Regions from separate parts of the Hordeum vulgare genome. Here region 2 is linked to region 1. The links are chromatin contacts, called in public Hi-C maps. All regions are on one chromosome and are shown on one strand. Each heading gives the region's core, a stretch centred on a gene start, on an enhancer-like site or on the middle of the called end of the contact. The rest is flanking DNA. Distances are from core to core; before and after follow the strand shown. Region 1 holds the start of LOC123397167 (sirohydrochlorin ferrochelatase, chloroplastic). Region 2 holds the start of LOC123396139 (protein JINGUBANG-like).

The links. A called contact is a pair of places that touch in the nucleus more often than the background predicts.
Region 2: a Hi-C map of seedling shows a contact between it and region 1, with 2.1 times the contacts expected there. The contact joins the promoter of LOC123396139 here to the promoter of LOC123397167 in region 1. A contact is called at or near these places in 2 of 6 Hi-C or Micro-C datasets (leaf and seedling).

Annotation. Positions count from the first base shown.
Region 1 is chr5H:59,882,582-59,886,859 of MorexV3_pseudomolecules_assembly, reverse strand. It overlaps LOC123397167 (sirohydrochlorin ferrochelatase, chloroplastic), which reads left to right and starts at 2,571. Exons shown (of 7, transcript XM_045091819.1): 1 at 2,571-2,726; 2 at 3,200-3,415; 3 at 3,513-3,715; 4 at 3,795-3,856. The coding sequence starts at 3,351.
Region 2 is chr5H:60,026,744-60,030,904 of MorexV3_pseudomolecules_assembly, reverse strand. LOC123396139 (protein JINGUBANG-like) reads right to left here and starts at 1,582. Exons shown (of 1, transcript XM_045091192.1): 1 at 1-1,582. The coding sequence starts at 1,431. The coding sequence ends at 79.

The DNA of each region.
Region 1 (4,278 bases), core at 1,322-3,821:
CATGTCCACCGGCGGCATCCTCCCGCCGGGTACCTCCCAGTCGAAGTTACACACAAGGCTCGCCAGCGCCAGCTCGTTGGACATCATAGCGAACCCGACGCCGGGGCAGCCCCTCCTCCCGGCGCCGAAGGGCAAGAACGCAAAGTCCTGCCCCATCTTGAGGTCGTACCCGACGAACCTCTCCGGCGCGAACTCCTCGGCGCGGCTCCCCCACGTCGCCGGGTCGCGGCCGATGGCCAAGGCGTGGATCAGCACCCGGGTTCCCGCCGGCACGTCGTACCCCAGCAGCCGTGTGTCCTCCAGCGTCTCCCGCGGCAGCAGCAGCGACGTCGGCGGGTGGAGCCGCAGGGTCTCCTTCACCACCGCCTTAAAGTAGGGCAGCCGGGGAGAAGCTCCTCCGTCACGTTGGCGCTGGCGCCGGGGCCGACTACCAGACGTGGTGGTCCATCCAGCGTGGGTCGTGCAGCGAGAAGGAGCGCATCGCCTGCTCGGAAGGCTCGAAGGTCAGCAGCAGCTCCAGCCCGCGGCCGACGTTGAACATGAGGCCGCGGTTGAGACGCAGGGGCTCGGCGACCGGGACGGGGGACGCGACGGGAACGGGATCCTCGGTGCGGAGCATCCTCCTGCGCCCGCACACCGCCCTCGTCGTCGCCGGTGACAAGGCCCCGCCCCGAGCTCCATCGCCTCCTCTCTCGTCAGCCCTGCGGTTGAGGACGGGAATGGATAAGCTTTGGGGGCGCTACGTAAAAACGAAACGTTTTTTAACTTACTCAGGGACTGCGGGTTGAATGCTCGAAAACGGACAGACTTTTTCGCAAAAAAAGCCACGACAGACGACAGAAGCGGTACATGCTTTATTAGTAGGGATAAATTTGTTATGTCAGACATATGTTCCGAAACACGTGAACTATTTTCTAGGAATGCCAGAGACACTTTTATTTAGTTATAAGATTCTTTTTGAATTACTAAACATTGTATAGCATTTTTCTGAATGACTGGCACATTTCTTTCGTAGCGTGTGAACATTTTTAAAATATGCTATCCACATTTTTTGTAAGTTGCACAAATATTTATTTTAAAATCTAAGTAATTTTTATGGAACTTATGTTTTATAACATGTTGAAAATATGAACGAACTAAAAATAAGAAGGGAGAAAAATAATAAACCGAGAGATTTTTTTCTTCAATAAGCTACTCGAGATTTCCACATGGCAGCTCTACACGCACACGTCCATGTCGAGCCCATGAATGATGACAAGTCACCAACCTCCCTCCACCCCCACGCCCTCTCTCGTCTCGCTCACGCTGTCTCTCTCAAATGAGATAATTACATCTGCCGTCTTTATACTCTTCAATGTGTAACACGACGGTCTTCGAACTTGTGAAATGCTCCAGTATGGTCTTTAAATACGAAAATACGCTTCAACATGGTCGTGGCTACATCTCACGCTACGCCCTACAGAATACAGCCTCCCCGCAAAATAAAATAAAATAATACAGCACAATCCGATGCCACATGAGTGTATAGTAGAAATGTGGGCCCCGCATGGGAGTATGAGATAGAGAAAGAATAGAAAAATAAATCACGTACCCCTATTTTCTTTTCTAAATGTCATGGAAATTCCAACTTCAGAGTTCAGACCTCCGGTCGATATCTGCAAAGCGTACATAACCACAAACTGCCTTTTACTTTGTTGATATTGTGAGTGGAAGCGTATATTAGTCAGCATTTACGTACCTCTCCGGGCAACTATCATGAGGTTCGTTTTGTAGCGATTTCCCTTTTACGTATTTTCCAGGCTCACGTTTGTTTCCCTTTTCGATTTCCATGTGAAAGAATGTAAGAAAAAACTAATTTTTTCCATGAAAAGTAAAGAAAGTGTTTGTGCATTTGAAAAATTGCTTAGAATGTTTTTGGTAAATATTTCAATTATTTTAGTAATTATGTATTCCAAACAAATATAATGAATATATACAACAACAGTGCGTGTGTGTGGCCCTGAATGAAGACACATCTTTTTAAGGCTACATGATATTTTTAAAGTTCATGTTTACCTCTTCAAGTTACTCGATAATGGAAATACAATGGAGATTTTAAATTCACAATAATGGTGTATTAGTAATTCTAGTATTAATTTTCTTACATTTCTTTTTTTAATGGGAAAAGCAAAAAGGAAAAGAATATAAACTTGGAAAAAATGGTAGCTGGGCATATAATTCGGCAAAATATATAACTATTTTATAAAACCACACAGAACATAATTCAAAACACACGGTTCTATTTTTTAATAGTTTCGTATTTTAAAAATACAATGAGGAGGCACAATAACTAAGCGTGCCTGTGGTCATGAATGAAGATATATAATGCTTTTCTTACATTTCTTCAATCCACATAATCTATAGAAAAATATTTGTGTTTACCTCTTGAAGGTACAAAATAATGAAAATACAATAAATATTTTAAAAACGCAATAATTGTTTTTTTCTTTTATGTAAAAAAATCAAATTCTAAAACAAAAAAAAAATATGCTCATTTGAGAAATCATATTATTTCCTATGGTGCCTTCCTCGTGGTGTCACATGTCCAAGGACCATCCTGTTACACGTCCAAGAGCACAAGGCAATCGTTCCGCTCCACCCACTAAAAAAAAAAAAAAATCGTTCCTCTCCCTCTCCCTGACGCGAGCGACCAAAGTCCGGCGGCCGACGCGGCACCGGCGGCGGAGGTATGCTCCCCTCCCACCGGAAACTTTCCCCTATTCCACCTGTTATCTCCCGTTTCTATCGGTTGAGCCGTCTACTAAGACCTACAGTAGTTCCGAGAGATGCAGTTTAGCAGCCCCTTTGGGTACCGACGACAGCCCTACTTCAGAGGCACCTCAAATGGATGTCCGTGCGCTTGGTTGGGCATTTCATCGGGAGTCACCCGACCCCGTTTTCCCCTTCGTAATCGATTGGAGCACGATTCTTAACCGCAGCAGTATTTGGCAAGAGCTCAGTGGGGAACTTACTTTGGTGATAGTTCTAGGCCCGTCCAGATTTCAGCAAGAAGTAGTTTCGGATGAAATTCCACTCTACGTAGGTGTACAATTGATTTTGCCAACTGAAAGCGGATCTGCTCATATGGGAGCCTTCTAGTCAGCCATCTAGTAGATGCCTTTTTGTATCCTGCGTCTCTGATAGTCATGTTTTTCATCAGGAATCATCTTCCGCACTGAAATATTCTTTTATACGGAAGGTGCCTGTTAGATCGGCTGTCTACATTGCCTCTTGAGAAAATATAGGGGGATCTTTCTGTCCTCTGCTCTTACCTGAAGCTAGAATCACGGAGGGGGTGCTCTAATAGGTCTATGCACCCTGTGTCGATCTCCTTTCAACCATTCACTGCAACTCCTGCGGGCGATTTTCCCTCAAGGTAAGTTTTTCCCTGCTGGACCTGTATTCAGTTTCTTGGGCATCTCTTGTGGTTCCTTTAATTTTAACCCTGTTTCTTTTCTTTTTTTTGTCATTAGGACCACTAATGTGAGGTCTCGCCGTGATTTTGTCAAGTTGCTGACAATTGGAACAAGTAGTGGATACCGTGCCATGAATTCCGGACCAACTTCTGCTTCCAAGTCTGAAACGACTGAGGAACAGGATTATGCTGTGGGAGAGAATGATGGTGTGATCATAGTCGACCACGGGTCACGGCGACAGGAATCTAATCTCATGCTAAGTAATGGACCGATTATTTTCCGTGAATTTTCTGGTGTTTCCCATGGTGCTTATCTTGAGTAATTTCTTGAAAATCGCAGACGATTTTGTTACTATGTTCAGGGCAAGGACTGGCTACAGGATTGTTGAGCCTGCTCACATGGTATGCTTATTGTTCTTGCAATTATTGTGGAATAGCTTTTGTGATTAGTGTAGAAGTGAATGCTCTAGCCAATGCAACCAAAAGACCGATCTGATGGAAGAGACTAGGCAATACATTTATACGTCAACAATTAGGGAGGGAGGTGCAGATTCTAAATTTATTAAACTCTGCTTGAAGCCTGCAGCCCTTTACCAATTTTATCACAGTAAACTGGCAATCAGTAAATCAACTTGTAATTTCGATGTCAGGTTACATAAAGCATTTCTGGATTTAATTTCCCCTTGCTTGCCACTGAACATGGCTACAGACTTCTAATGGATGCAGACTATTTTTTGAAACTACCTTGTACTGGCCAACTCACAAGACAGCTCTGATGCAGAAAAATAAAAAGTAACTAAACATGGTCACTCATTTAGAATTCT
Region 2 (4,161 bases), core at 333-2,832, 150 kb before region 1:
TCTACGTTGCACGTACGCGTATCTACAGCGTAGGCTCTCCCACGGACACACGGTTTACACGTGCGCGCTCTACATTCTTCAGCTCCGCTCCGGCGGCCGGTAGGGCGTCCAGACGCCCATCGGCGACGGCGTGCCCTTCCACACGTGCGCCGGCGTCCGCGTCGTCATCGCGCCGGGCGCGTCGGACACGCGCCAGACTTTGACGGAGCCGTCGAGGCTGCCGCTGTACACGACCCACCGCCGGTGGCCGTCCGCGTCGAGGGACTCCTCCTCGTCCATGGCCACGCACTTCACCGGCCCCGTGTGCCCGCTCAGCACGGCGAGGCGGGAGTGGTCGGCGCCCTCGTCGCGCCGCCACACGGAGATGGTCCGGTCGGCGGAGCCGCTCACGACGACGCGCCCGGCCACCGCGAGGGACAGCACGGCCATCTTGTGCCCGCGTAGCGCCCCGCCGTTCCTCGGCGCGCTGTCCCGGTCGGCTCCGCGCCGCCACTGCCAGTGGGTGACGGCCCCGTCCGAGGAGGCGACGTACACGACGCGCGCCTCCGCTGCCACGGCGATGGCGGTCACCGCGCTCTCGCCCTTGCGCAGCACCCGCTCCATGACATGCCTCGTCGCGCCGCCCTTCCCGTCCTCCCGGCGCCACACCTTGACCGTGCCGTCCGCGGAGCCGGTGAACGCCAGCGCGTCGAACCCCGCCGCGGCCACCGTGTTGACGGCGTCGTCGTGGGCGTGCACGGACTCCAGGCACCGCGAGTCCGACACGCGCCAGACCTTGAACGTCCTGTCCCACGACCCGGAGTAGAGCAGCCCGGCGTCGGCGTCGAGGCTGAGGCACGAGACGGCGTCGAAGTGGCGCAGCCAGACGGAGCTGTGCCGGCGGCGCGTCTCGATGTAGTGCGACGGCCTGACGGAGCTCCTGAGAAAGTCCCCGAGCTTCGGGAGCGAGCCGACGCGCCTGTGCACGGCGGGGTCGCCGGCGGACGCGCGCCACACGCGGATCTTGCCGTCCTGGTGGCCGGTGTATATCCTCCCGTCCCCGGCGACGACGATGGCCTTGACGAGCCCGCTGCCGCAGTGGAACCCCGCGAACTCGCGCCGGTCCCTCCACACCCGCACGTTCTTGGAGTCCGTGCCGGTGTACAGCAGGTCCCCGGCCGCGGCGAGCGAGTACACGTGCCCGTCCTCCTTCACGAACGACCCAAGGAGCCCCGTCTCATCCGCCGCGCCGGCCGACAGCGCCGCCCCGGCGCCGAGACCCGGGAGGCTCACCCACGGCGACGCGACGTAGGGCGACGGGGACGCCGTGGCCGACGTGCTCGCGCTCCCGCTGGTCGTGGGAGAAGGCAGCGGGGAGCACCCGTCGTCGTTGGCCGCCGCCACCGCCGGGTCCGGCCGCAGAAACTGCAGCAACTTCTTGTGGTTCCTCATGCCGCCGGCTGTCCAACGAAGTACCGAGTCTGTGCAACCTTGGAGCGATCGAACCAAGATTACTTCCTTGGTGAGAAACCGAGGAGGGGACCTGGGGAGAAGGAAGGAACCGAGAGTGACACTTTGGCGGTTCGTGGAAGAAGAAAGGTTTTCAGCTGGGATGGCGCTGGCGCGAGGGGTATATATAGGATATGTAGCGAGCCGGCGGTGGTGGGGCGGTCGCGCCAGGTGGACGGCCGAGGTTCGGAGAAGGGAGGGGAGCACGTGGTCCGATGGGCCGGGCGCGACACGCGGCGGGCTGCGGAGGGGGCGCGGTACAATGATTTGCGTAGCGGCGCAGGTGAGTGGAGCAGTGTTTGGTGTTGGTGGTGTGTCCCAGCAAATCGCACCGAGCCACACGATCGATCGTACGGCGGGAAATGTCAACTTGGCGTCGGGATTTTGAATGCAGTTCCCATGTAAGAGCAAGTACAATAAGGTACAGTCAGCAGGCTGTAAGGATTAAAATACTATATTTTTGCTGAGTTGGATGAGAGAGAAGAGGAGAGAGAAGGGAAGCGGGCTCTTCGTGAAGAGCCGGCTCTAGCACGTGCTCCTAGGTGCTTTGTGAGAATGAAAGGTAGGCCATATATGATAAAAGTAGTACTCTTTTACAGCTAACTATTGTACAAGCCAGCTATAAGATGAGCTATAAAGATGCTTATAGCCAGCAGTTGGCTATACTATTAACCATGCTCTAAGAGTTGGCATTGCCTCGTATAATTAAGCTTAGACTGCTGCATAGTGTGTGGATACGTTGAGTACTCAAGCAAAAGTCAAACCCAAATCGATACCAGTACTGTAGCGCGTGTAGATGGGAACGGATCGATTGGGCAGCGAAATCTCTCCAGGTTGCAAGGAAATCGTATCGGTAGCAACGCAGCTGCCGCCGGCCGGGCTAGGCGACAAGTACGTATACGTAGGCCGCGCTCATTTGACCTGACCCGCAACCGCAACCACACGACGGGCAGGGGTCTAATATACTAATCCCATACGCTAATTATAGGCGCAGAGATTTGCACGTTGACAAGTTCTCGGATCACGTGAGCTTGGAGCGCATTTTAGTCCATGTTGATTCGGCTGCTTGGGACATGTTTAGTTAACTGGATCCTTCCCGGCCGTGTGTGTGGTGTGGAATGGACGCGACGTGTCGACCTGGACCGACAGAGACGCCAAGCAGCTGGTACGTGCGTCGATGAGTTATTACCGAGTTGAAAAACGGAAAACTGACATGTGACAGTCTATCCGTGAGAAAAAATGGCGCCCACGGATCGCGACAATGTGGTGAAAGTCACGCGCGACCAAGTGTTCATCACCGATGGATTTAGGATTTTGGTACGTACGTACGTACGTGCTCGTGATGTCACCTCCGTTGAGATCAATGTAGCAGGATCATTTGTATACACATGATATGATGAATACTCATGCATGCATGCATGTCACCCGAACTAGTTTAACAGCTTCTAGAAGCTTTTCTTCGTGCGAGAAGCTTGCTCGATCATGCCATGCACATGCGCCCGTCCCGTACGCGCAACGAGGGTCCCACGTGAATGCATGCACGACATATGCATAGCTAGTGGTGCGGTGGTGCCGCACCGCCGCTGCAAAGCAGCACGCACGCACGGTGGGTGGCCATACATACCTACGTACGTAGTGTTGGGTGATGCATGCAACCCGATCGACCAGGCGGCTGTTCCGTCCCGGCGCCTTTCCTGCTCCAAACATCTCCTTTCGGAGCTCCTTTTGCGCTCTACGAACCGCTGGCCCGGCGCCACGTGCCCCGGCAGCAGCACACCGAACCTCCATCGCCATGTGCCACGCCCAGCAAAAGTAGATTCGACTCGCTCGCTCACTCGCCATGGCCATCAGCCCACCATCATATCGTATCATGTCAGGTCAGGTCAGATCGGACGGACGGCGCACACTGTTGCTGCACGCAAAGCAAGCGTAGCCCCCGCCACGGACGGATACGCGGCTGCGCCGATGCGAAACGACGACGGGTTGATCGATCGTCCCGGCAGCGCCAAAAGTAACCAACCAACCACCACGCGACCCGCAGATCCAACCAACAGCAGAAGGCGCGGCACGCTCGGGGAGCCGACACGTCGCCGGGGCCGCGGCGACGACAGCGACCGCGGCGGACGTGACGGGCCGGCGAACCACGAGCGCGCGCGTCCGTCGGTGTCTTTCGAGTTTCCGGCTTCGGGGTCGCGGGCGCGACGGGCATTTTCCTTCCGGCTCGTCGACCTACCTTCCTGCCGTGCCGTGCGGCCGCGGTCAGCCGGCCGATGGGCTGGACGGATGCACAGAGTTTCAACGGCGGATTGCGCGAGAACCGTGTCGAGCCAAGGGCGCGCGCCTTGGAGGCGAGGCCACCTCCTCGGATCGCATGTTTCGAGCGGATGATAACGGTCGATCGTGTGGACAACGCAAGCACCCATATAAAAGCTTTTATATCTGGTGGTATAATGATCGGGATTAAAAAGGATTATTGTGATACTATTCACATTGAGCATGGAATGTACTTGCTTAGGATTTTGGTATATGATAAAAAACAAAGTTTCATTGAAACTTGGTATCTTTGTATGGAGATGCTCAGAAAGAAAAGAAAGTTAGTTTCTTAGCTGAGTTAGCTAGATTATACCATGATAATTACTCCCTCCGTTGCTAAATATAAGTCTTTCTAAAGGT